Linked DNA regions of Mus musculus: region 1 is linked to region 2. A link is a contact called in public ChIA-PET data. All regions are on one chromosome and are shown on one strand. Each heading gives the region's core, a stretch centred on a gene start, on an enhancer-like site or on the middle of the called end of the contact. The rest is flanking DNA. Distances are from core to core; before and after follow the strand shown. Region 1 has its middle 43 kb from the start of 4930565D16Rik. Region 2 overlaps Trim2 (tripartite motif-containing 2).

Region 1 (4,830 bases), core at 136-2,635, 150 kb before region 2:
CAGGAGCTGATCAGAAGCAATGGCCGATTACTGCTTGCTGGCTTCCTCCCCATGGCTTGCTCAGCCTGATTACTTATAGAACCCAGGACCACCTGCCTAGGGATGGCACCACCCACGGTGGGCTGGACCCTCCCCCACTACTCCTTAAAAAGAAACTGCTCCACAGGCTTGCCTACAGCCTGGTCCTGGTTTCTCAATTGAGGTTCCCTCAGATGACCCCAGCTGTGTCAAACTGATGTGAATCTAGCTAGCACACCTGGCTAGTTTTGACTTTTTTTTCCACGGAGCCTCCATGGACAGACACCCTTACTGTGACTTAACATGGGAAGGAGGGACCCAGAATAGAAGGACATTGTAGCAGCAAGCCTGTACTTAAACCTGTGAAATTAATTTTTTATTAAAAATGACAGCAAACAAAACAGATAAGCGTTACACACACACACACACACACACACACACACACACACGAATGGAAAAGCACAAGGATCCACACACCTCAGGAGGCAGAACAGCCATGTTAATGGGGGCACCAGCCAGCGGCTCTCCAGCTCTGCTCCTCCGGCACGCATGGCTCCCCAGACCTCAAGAAGGATTTGCAGGACCTGTCCTTAGGAGGTGGGAGCCACGGCTCAGGTGAAAGTCAGCCTGTCCTAGCCGCAAGGACCAGTCTTCTCAAGGGATTTCTGATGAATAATTTAACTTCATAAAGTGACTTCTCCACAGAGCCTCCACGGACAGATACCCTTGCAAAGACTGTGATTTAATGCGGGAAGGAGGGACCCAGAATAGAAGGACATTGTAACAGAAGGCATGGGATCACCTGCCTAATCATCGGATCGTTCCTCCTGCCCAAATAACCAGAGCGGGGTCCTTTGAGTCCATAGGTCATCTTTGGGTCTCTCAGGTGATGGGGTCCACTTCCGGAAGATCTTTGTCTGATTAGTAAGCAGAGCCCAGGTCATTTCAGGGCCTCTGTGTCTATGACAGGAGGCCCAAAGTACATAGATTTGAGGCTCTCTCCCTGTGGTGGCCCTATGTTGCAGGTGCTAGGGCTACCAGACTTGTGTCACCCCCAAGGCTGTCACTTAGTCCTGTGAGGATGAAGCCTGGATAAGACCAGATTTTTAAAATTCCCAAGCAAAGCGAAGGACCCGGATGGCAATGTAACTCTAATTCAGGCAACTGTCTCAAAAATGGAAAGAAAGCGCAGCACATCTCGGCAGAGGCAAAAGGCAAAGGAGCCAGGCCGCACCCATTTCCCCCCCCCCCCCCCCCCCCCCGCTGGAGAAAAACAAAACCCGGGGCAGCTGAAGTGGGTGGGGCTGTGGGAAGAGACAGAGGCGGAAGAGGAAGGAGGAGCCCTGCCTATATCCCCGGCTTCCTGGGCCTCCTGTAGGTGAGCAGAGCAGAGAGTAAAGCTAGCGGGGGACTCAGCATTCACCCACCTTTCCCAACAGTCTGGATGTATGCTCTGGAAGGTCGTCACACGGACTGGTTCTGGCAGCAACACGTCATGGACCTCAGCAGCCACTTCCTTAGCTCAGTCTTGCTATAGAACCCTCACCTTACATACGGGTGAACTGAAACACAGAGAGATTGAGTCACTTGCCCAGGTCACACAGCCAATGGCAAAGCTGGAGTTTATGTTCAGGAAATGGGACCCCAGATGTTATGTATGCTCCTTAGCACCAAGTCTGAGAAAAACAGGACTCTCTGCTTTGAAGGTTACCGGTGAGAGTCCTGGAGAAAGAGGAACCAGAAGGATGCAAAGAGATGTAACATGTCCTGATTTTTTTAAACAAACAAACAAACAAACAAAATTATACTAAAATATGTTAGTACAAGCCGGACAGTGATGGCTCATGCCTTTAGTTTCAATACCGGAGAGGCAGAGGCAGGCAGATCTCTGTGAGTTCAAGGCCAGCCTGGACAACCAGGGCTAGACAATGAAACTTTGTCTCAAAAAAAAAAAACAAAACAAAACAAAACAAAACAAAAAAACCAAAACCAAACAAACAATGTATGTATATGTTTGTGTGTGTTTATATATGTTACTGCATAGAGACCATAGACAATGGTTTAGTGGCATACTGCCTACCTGCCTTACTAAGCAGAGGCCCCCAAGTATGATCTGCTTCCCTCTGCATTTCCTCCTTACCCGCACAGACATATATATTCACATCCACAGGATCCATAAGTACCATGTCATACAGATGGTGACCTCTAAAACTTTATGTAAACGGCACGATGCTATGTGACCCTCAGAAACATCTGCTGCTGTCTTCTTAACCTTGTGTCTCCGAGACTGAGAAAGTGCTCTCTGCTGACGCACAAGGATCATGTGCATTTATTTTATTTTATTTTATTTTATTTTATTTTTTTTGTAGCTGTGGAATGTTTTGTTCTTGCTTTTTTTGAGATGAGGGAGTCTCTTTTTATTGCTCAGAATGCTTCCTAACTCGAGAGCACAAACGATCGGCCCTGGCCTCCGCTTCCGGAGGACAAGCTGGCACTGTGCGCTAGGTACTCAGCCCCTGCCTTCCAGTCATCTTTCCAGTTCCTTAGCGCAAGGGGTGGAGCCCGGGGCCTTGTGCAAGCAAGCTTGGCAAGCATTGGACTGCTGAGCTTCTCACACCCTGGCCGTATTATTGGAGCATAATATCTAATCAAGAAGGCCCACAGATCTGCAAAGTTCCAGTTCAAGGAATATATGGAGTGCTTACACGTGTATTACCATCTCACAGCCTAAGGGAAATGACCAGGGCTGGAGATGCGGCTCAGCTGGTAGAGCGCTTTCCTAGACTCACAGAGCCCTTGGGTCAGTCTTCCAGCATTGCACAAACTGGGCTTTTTCACAGTGCATGCTTGTAATCCCAGAACTCGGGAGGCAGAGGCAGGAGGATAGGAAGTTCACTGTCTCCCTGAGGGACTAGAAGTTATGTTTCCTGATAGGTAGACAGATAAGAAGAAGGGCCATGACTAGGAAATAAAGGTGGTGAACTTCCAAGATGGCTGGCTTCTTCCTCATGCTCCTGACCTGAGACAAAAAAGCCTGAAGGCTTAAAACAAAGGACTGGTGGGCTCTCCTCTCCAGCCCCCTGCCTGTGGACTTGTTTACAAAAGCTGTGGATGGTTCATCTCCCCTGCTTTTGTTCTAAAGGACCAACCCTAATCTAGAGGAGGAGGACCTCCTTGAAGATCCTAAAGACCCCAGCCTTTCCAGGAGAGATGGACTTGGCTTCCTGAGCCCCCCTGCTCTACAGAGGGTGTGTGTGTGTGTGTGTGTGTGTGTGTGTGTGTGTGTGTTGGAGGCCAGCCTGGACTAACTACTACAGGAGATGTAAAAAACAAAAACCGAAAATAGATAAATAAATAAATGAACAAACAAATAAACAAATAAATGTAGATTTAGTCCTAAATTCTAAAACAACTGCAGTTCTGATGAGATGGATATTAGCCAACAGTGTAACACCAGGATTTAGAAACCTCTCTCCTGGCCATTTATTTTCATTGCAAAACAGTACGAGCGGATTGCGACTTGTTCACCTTCTTTGCTGGAGAGCGTTTGTGTCGTTTGCCCTGTCTTTACACAGGGGTATGCACTCACACCCACGGCTCACTGAGGGTGGATTTGCCATTTCCAGCCTAGTGCAGCTTTACAGCTTTAACCTGTGGGTCAACCAGATCGCAGCTCTGCCTGTATAGCAGGATGTGAAAGTTGCTCTCCCCCACAGCCTCACAGGGCTTAGAATCCAAGTGTCTCCTAATCTACACAGTGAGAACCCCCCCCCCCCCCACCACCACCACCGTGATTTAAATTTGCATGTCACTGCTTCCAAATGAGACATCTCACTAGGGGGTTTTCAGGGATCCTCTTTTCTGAATCCATTAATTATGTCTTTGTCAAGTTTTTTTTCTTTTCCTATTGGGTTGTTGCCATGTTTACTGATTTTAAGGACTCCTGTATATACTAGACGCTTTTCCTGGATCAGCTTTTTATTGGGGCGGGGCACTTTGTTTTAATTTTCAAAAGAGGGGGGAAATTCGCTTAATAAACTAGAGGGCGCTGAGTGCGATGTAAATTTCTAGCGAGATCTAGAACGGATGGGAAAGTGGATGACTTGTGGCAACTGAGCATGGAGTTATGATCGTTGGGAGGAGCCTAGGTTACAGAAAACCAGTCACGCCGGACTTGTCTCGGAAAGGCTTCAGTTGCGGGCCACCACCTTTTGGGCGACACGCATGAATGATGAGCGCACTGTGCCCGCACGTACATTTCATGAAGCCCTGGAGACCGGTTACCTCCTTCATGGTGCAGAGCTCAGCAGCGACTGTGGAGGATCCCTGGGCCATAGAGCAGGGAGAGCAGGGATGTTTGTGGAGGGGTTTCTGCGAGTCCGTAACCTTGGCCTTGCCGTAAGGGAGATGCTGAACTGTAGACATGGGATAAAAATCAGTTACAACTGTGTCCTATGAATCCCGCAAGAATTTTCTGGAGACTTATATATACTTGGGCTGGGTACTGACCCATTCAACAAACTCATTGGTTTCTCTAAGAGGGGACAGAGGGGACATGGAAATCCTGTGTAAGTGTCTTGAAAGTGAATTTGGAGAATAACATCTGTACCCTAAATTTAACCTAAATGCAAATTCCCAAGGACACGTCAAAAGGGTCCAATTCATCACCTTGTCTGCCCCTCCCTGTCACCAAAATCCTCACTAGGGAGGATGTGAGAGAGACAGCCAGCCATATGAGGCTCGGGAGAAGCTGGGGCACCGTGGCAGCGTGCAGTGGAGCAGTGGCAGGCAGACTGGTCTGGCCAGTGTGCG
Region 2 (4,646 bases), core at 1,138-3,637:
AAGGATGTGGTGGAGCAGCACAAGGCCTCGCTCCAGGTCCAGCTGGACGCAGTCAACAAAAGGTACCGTGCCCCTCCAGACTCCCCATCCCATGGGAGGCCTGGCCTGACATCCAGCGTCTCTGAGATGGTAGCTACGGTCATGCTAGCCTGTATGCATAACTAAATCCTATGTTCTTCTTGATCATGTGATCCCAGAAATTCCTGCCTGAAATCAGAGCTGCTGACATACTTCTCTGCCTGTGGTGGTAGCTGGGACAGCTACTCTCAGCCTGAGCCCTGCACAATGGTGCTGAGCAGCGGTTGCTCAAATTTCCTCCTCTGTTTGTCTTGAGGGTTGGTTTTTGTTTTTTCCCCTTTTGGTATGGACACAAATGAATATAGTAGTCATGTCCTATATGAGAGAAACTAAAAAGGAGGTTAACAACCTGCTGTAAAACAAAATAGCCAATAGTCCTACTGTCAACAGTCCTAGGGAGAAAAGCATAGTTGTTCAATGTTACCTGAAGGAACTTGAAAACTTACAAGAGTTCTCCAGGTACTCTGAATTCTTCAAAGTTTATGTTGTTGGAAGAAAAAAAAAAAGATATAGCTAGACACTTAGAATATAGCGGTTCTCTACCATGGGCAATTCTGTACACACACACACACATTTGGTGATACCTAAACCCATTTTAGGTGTCTTAGCAACAGTGTAGGAATATGCTATAGATGTGGAGTAGAGGAGGGAACTCTGTTAAGCATCCTATATGCACAGGGCATCCTCTGCTACAAGGACTATCTGGCCATAACCGTTCCGCCAAGACCTTTGCACCATCAATAGTTAACCCAGATGGTTGAAGGGAGATTTAAATAGAGGTGACCCTGAAGGACTCACTTGTTCCTTCATGTTTCCTTTTAAAGGTGATGCAAGCAGCATAGTAAAAAGCGCTTGCATTTAGAGACTGAAGGTATAGGCAGGCTTTGGAGTATTCCTAGGTAGAAGTTAAATAATGACCACTAACAACTCTCCTGTCTCTCAGACTCCCAGAAATAGATTCTGCTCTTCAGTTCATCTCAGAAATCATCCATCAGTTAACCAACCAAAAGGCCAGCATTGTGGATGACATCCACTCCACCTTTGATGAGCTGCAGAAGACTTTAAATGTTCGCAAGAGCGTGCTGCTCATGGAGTTGGAGGTCAACTATGGTCTCAAACACAAAGTAAGGCTCTGCAGTCCTGCAGGCTTCTTGGGGGGGGGGGGAGTGGGGGTGACTGCACTCCCAGCGCCTGCTTACTGCGTTCTAACAGTGGCGGTAGCAGGAATGGACCTACACCACTGTACTTCCTGGGGACCAACAGTGCCCTTTACATTTAGTAGATATTCAACCAAACTCGGATTCCGTGAACTTTCTGTCGCAACTTATAGTTCTCCCTAAGGAGAGGTTGCATATAGAAATGCTTTCAGGGCTTAAGGTCGCCTGGAATGTTTTCCTTCCTTAATTATAGGGTGGAGGAGCCTCTTCACTGCTCTCTCTCTCACCCACACCAACCTGTTCCTCAACTTCAAAGCGAACCTGACTGCCGCCTTTGTTTGGCTCTGCAAGTCTGTTCACCAAGCCAGGGTGGAGAGCTTCGGGTATTCAGGTGTAGAGACTTCTCAAATGGTTGGGTTTTGTTCCCTGAGGTCGTGACTGGCAGCTCTAAACGCTAGGGAAAGGCCACTGGGTAATGACTAATTCGCATCAAGCAGACAATTTGTTTGCTGTTGGTAGCGTCCTTTCTTCTCTTAGCCCCAGGTAAACAGATGACCTAAGAAATGCACGTGTGGGTGAGAGGCAGGGTGAGGCGGAAGGGAAATCTCCAGATGATACTGGAAATGCAACTTAGCGTTCTGCATGGGTTCACTGGGTTAAATGGAATGCAGATGGTTCCGAGCCACCTGAGTGGGCGGGCGTAGAGGTTGGTTCTTTTGGGAGGAGGGCTCTGCCCCAGCTCCTAGCCAAGTGTCCTGCAGGCTGCACGGTGTCCTGTAGGAAGCGCTCGTTGCCTCTGTGTCCCCGGCAGGTGCTGCAGTCGCAGCTGGATACCCTGCTCCAAGGCCAGGAAAGCATTAAGAGCTGCAGCAACTTCACGGCTCAGGCCCTCAACCATGGCACGGAGACGGAGGTGCTGCTGGTGAAGAAGCAGATGAGCGAGAAGCTGAACGAACTGGCGGACCAGGACTTCCCACTGCACCCGCGCGAGAACGACCAGCTGGATTTTATCGTGGAAACGGAGGGACTGAAGAAGTCTATCCACAACCTGGGGACCATCCTCACCACTAACGCGGTCGCCTCTGAGACGGTGGCCACGGGGGAGGGGCTGCGGCAGACCATCATCGGGCAGCCCATGTCCGTTACTATAACCACCAAGGACAAAGACGGAGAGCTGTGCAAGACAGGCAACGCATACCTCACCGCTGAGCTCAGCACCCCGGACGGCAGCGTGGCCGACGGAGAGATCCTGGACAACAAGAACGGCACCTACGAGTTCTTGTATACTGTGCAGAAGGAGGGGGACTTCACCCTGTCCCTCAGGCTCTACGACCAGCATATCCGAGGCAGCCCGTTTAAGCTCAAGGTCATCCGCTCTGCCGACGTGTCCCCCACCACCGAGGGCGTGAAGCGACGAGTCAAGTCCCCGGGGAGCGGGCACGTCAAGCAGAAGGCTGTGAAGAGACCTGCCAGCATGTACAGCACCGGCAAGCGAAAAGAGAACCCCATCGAGGACGACCTGATCTTCCGAGTCGGTAAGGAGTGGGCGCTGTCCCCTGACTCGGTGGCTAAGGGGCTACCTGGCAAGCGCTCCTGCCAATCGGAATCCTGCATTTACGAGCAGGTGGGGAGCTTCTGGTTATTTTGTTGGGCTAGTTTCTGTAGGCTCTTCCCAAATGTTTCTTCTTCCGTTTCCTCCTTTCTTTCCTCCTCCCCTCCCCCCTTTTCCTGATAAATGCAGCCAGTGAGAAGCTGAAACAAGAAGGGGGGGGGGCAGGGGCGGGAGAAAAACCAACAGTACAACGACAATTTTTTAAAAAAGATTCTCACTTTGGTGGGTGTGTCTTTGGAGGACTCCTGTCTAACCCAAATGCAAAGAGCCTTGCGTCTGGCAAATTCTTGTATTTCTGTGAAATCTGTGGGGCTTGGGCGGTGGCAGTCCCACAAACGGAATTCAGATACCTCTCTGCCTCCACTCCTGCAAGGAGTGGGAGATCTGTGGGGGTCAGTCCACAGGGCAAGCTGTGTGGTCAGCCAGCTGTGCAGAGCTGGAAAACAGTGCCTAAGACCTCTGGGTGGAGAAGGAAATGGGTTTGGGCGGGGCTGGGGATGAAGCCCAGAGGTGTAGCCTGGGCTCAGAGACCGGAATGTGGTTGCCCCTCCCTCTGATTTATTACCTGGCGCTTTTTACCTATGTTTGTTTTCACTGCTTGGCTTCCCAAGAGGAAGCGACCTAAAAGTAAACCAAAAAAAAAAAAAAAAAAAAAAAAAAAAAAAAAAAAAAAAAGGGCATTCAGACATTCTTAAGGAAAAGCAAAGCTTGCATTTTGTTTCAGAAAGGACCTGCAGCCTGCCTCGTTCTCCTCGTTCTGTCTTTACCCGCAGCCTGCCTCCCCTACTCCCTCCTGTGTCTACATCACTGGGCCTGAGAGTGCTACTGCACAGTTTGTTAACTGACACACCTAGAAAGGAAATAGACTTTTCTACCACAGAACTTCAGAAACTAGGAATCTGCAGAACTGCATGTGCGCTCGGGGAGGGAAGGAGTAGGAGACCATGCTGGCCATCTTTTCTCACCATCTATTCTCCTCAGACTGCCTGGGGCAACTCCGGCTCCTTGGCTCCTTGGAACATTGTGAGCCGAGTTGCCCTGTTAGTTCTCAAGGCTGAATCCCGGTAAAGACTGTGGAATGACACGTTAACTTGTCCATTCGGAGCATGACTTTCTTGGTCACCTGTGTAGAATGATTCCAGGGGACAAGCTAGGACAGACGCAGGACTGGATCCTGCTGGTCACCTGTGTAGAATGGTTCCAGGGGACAAGTTCAGACAGACGCAGGACGGATCCTGCTGCTCCAGGTCTTCCATTTGAGCCTTGGGCCTAGCGTTCTGCTTCCTTCAGCCTCAGCTTCCATGTCCATAAAATGCAAAGTTGTCCTTTAGATTCTTCCATGTTGTCACAATGATAGGGTCCCGAGAATCAATTTCATTTTGGGGGGAATCCTAGTAGTAGTCATGAACTATATGTTAGTACCATTTTTAATTATGTGAGGAGCCTTCCTACTGTTTACATAATGGCTACAAGTGTACCTTCACCTCAGCAATGATGAGGCTCCCTTTATTCACATCCCTGTCAACATTTATCTTGTCTTTTTGATGGTTGGTTGGTTTGAATTGGCATTCTCCTGGTTGTTAGTAATGTTGACCTCTTTTATTATTATTGGCCACCTGTATGTCTTTTAAGAAATGTCTATTTAGATCATTTGCCCATGTTTAAATCACATTTAAATTTATTATTATTATTACTATTATTGGGGTACAAGTGCCTCAGCATGTATGTGGGGGTCGGAGGACAACTTCAGGGTTGGCTCTCTCCTTCCTCTCTAAGAGCTCTGACCACCAAACAGACCA

What was found. ChIA-PET counts read pairs in DNA pulled down with a chosen protein or histone mark.
Region 1: an RNA polymerase II ChIA-PET map of memory CD8 T cells shows a contact between it and region 2, with 6 read pairs. The contact joins two enhancer-like sites. A contact is called at or near these places in 1 of 484 Hi-C or Micro-C datasets (bone marrow-derived macrophages), 5 of 115 datasets of contacts at active chromatin or transcription factors (bone marrow-derived macrophages, embryonic basal ganglia, embryonic stem cells and 1 more) and 3 of 9 other capture datasets (adipose tissue, liver and pancreatic islet).

Annotation. Positions count from the first base shown.
Region 1 is chr3:84,334,311-84,339,140 of GRCm38.p6, reverse strand. No RefSeq gene overlaps it. Among named protein-coding and RNA genes, the nearest start is that of 4930565D16Rik, 43 kb to the left of the region's middle. Within about 2 kb of position 1,385, at least 79 of the 459 cell types and tissues checked have an H3K27ac peak or open chromatin away from gene starts, as enhancers often do. A contact at or near this core is called in memory CD8 T cells, where this site is marked.
Region 2 is chr3:84,188,637-84,193,282 of GRCm38.p6, reverse strand. Trim2 (tripartite motif-containing 2) reads left to right here. Exons shown (of 12, transcript NM_001271727.1): 4 at 1-62; 5 at 1,022-1,202; 6 at 2,047-2,770. Among named protein-coding and RNA genes, the nearest start is that of Mnd1, 35 kb to the right of the region's middle. Within about 2 kb of position 2,387, at least 97 of the 459 cell types and tissues checked have an H3K27ac peak or open chromatin away from gene starts, as enhancers often do. A contact at or near this core is called in memory CD8 T cells, where this site is marked.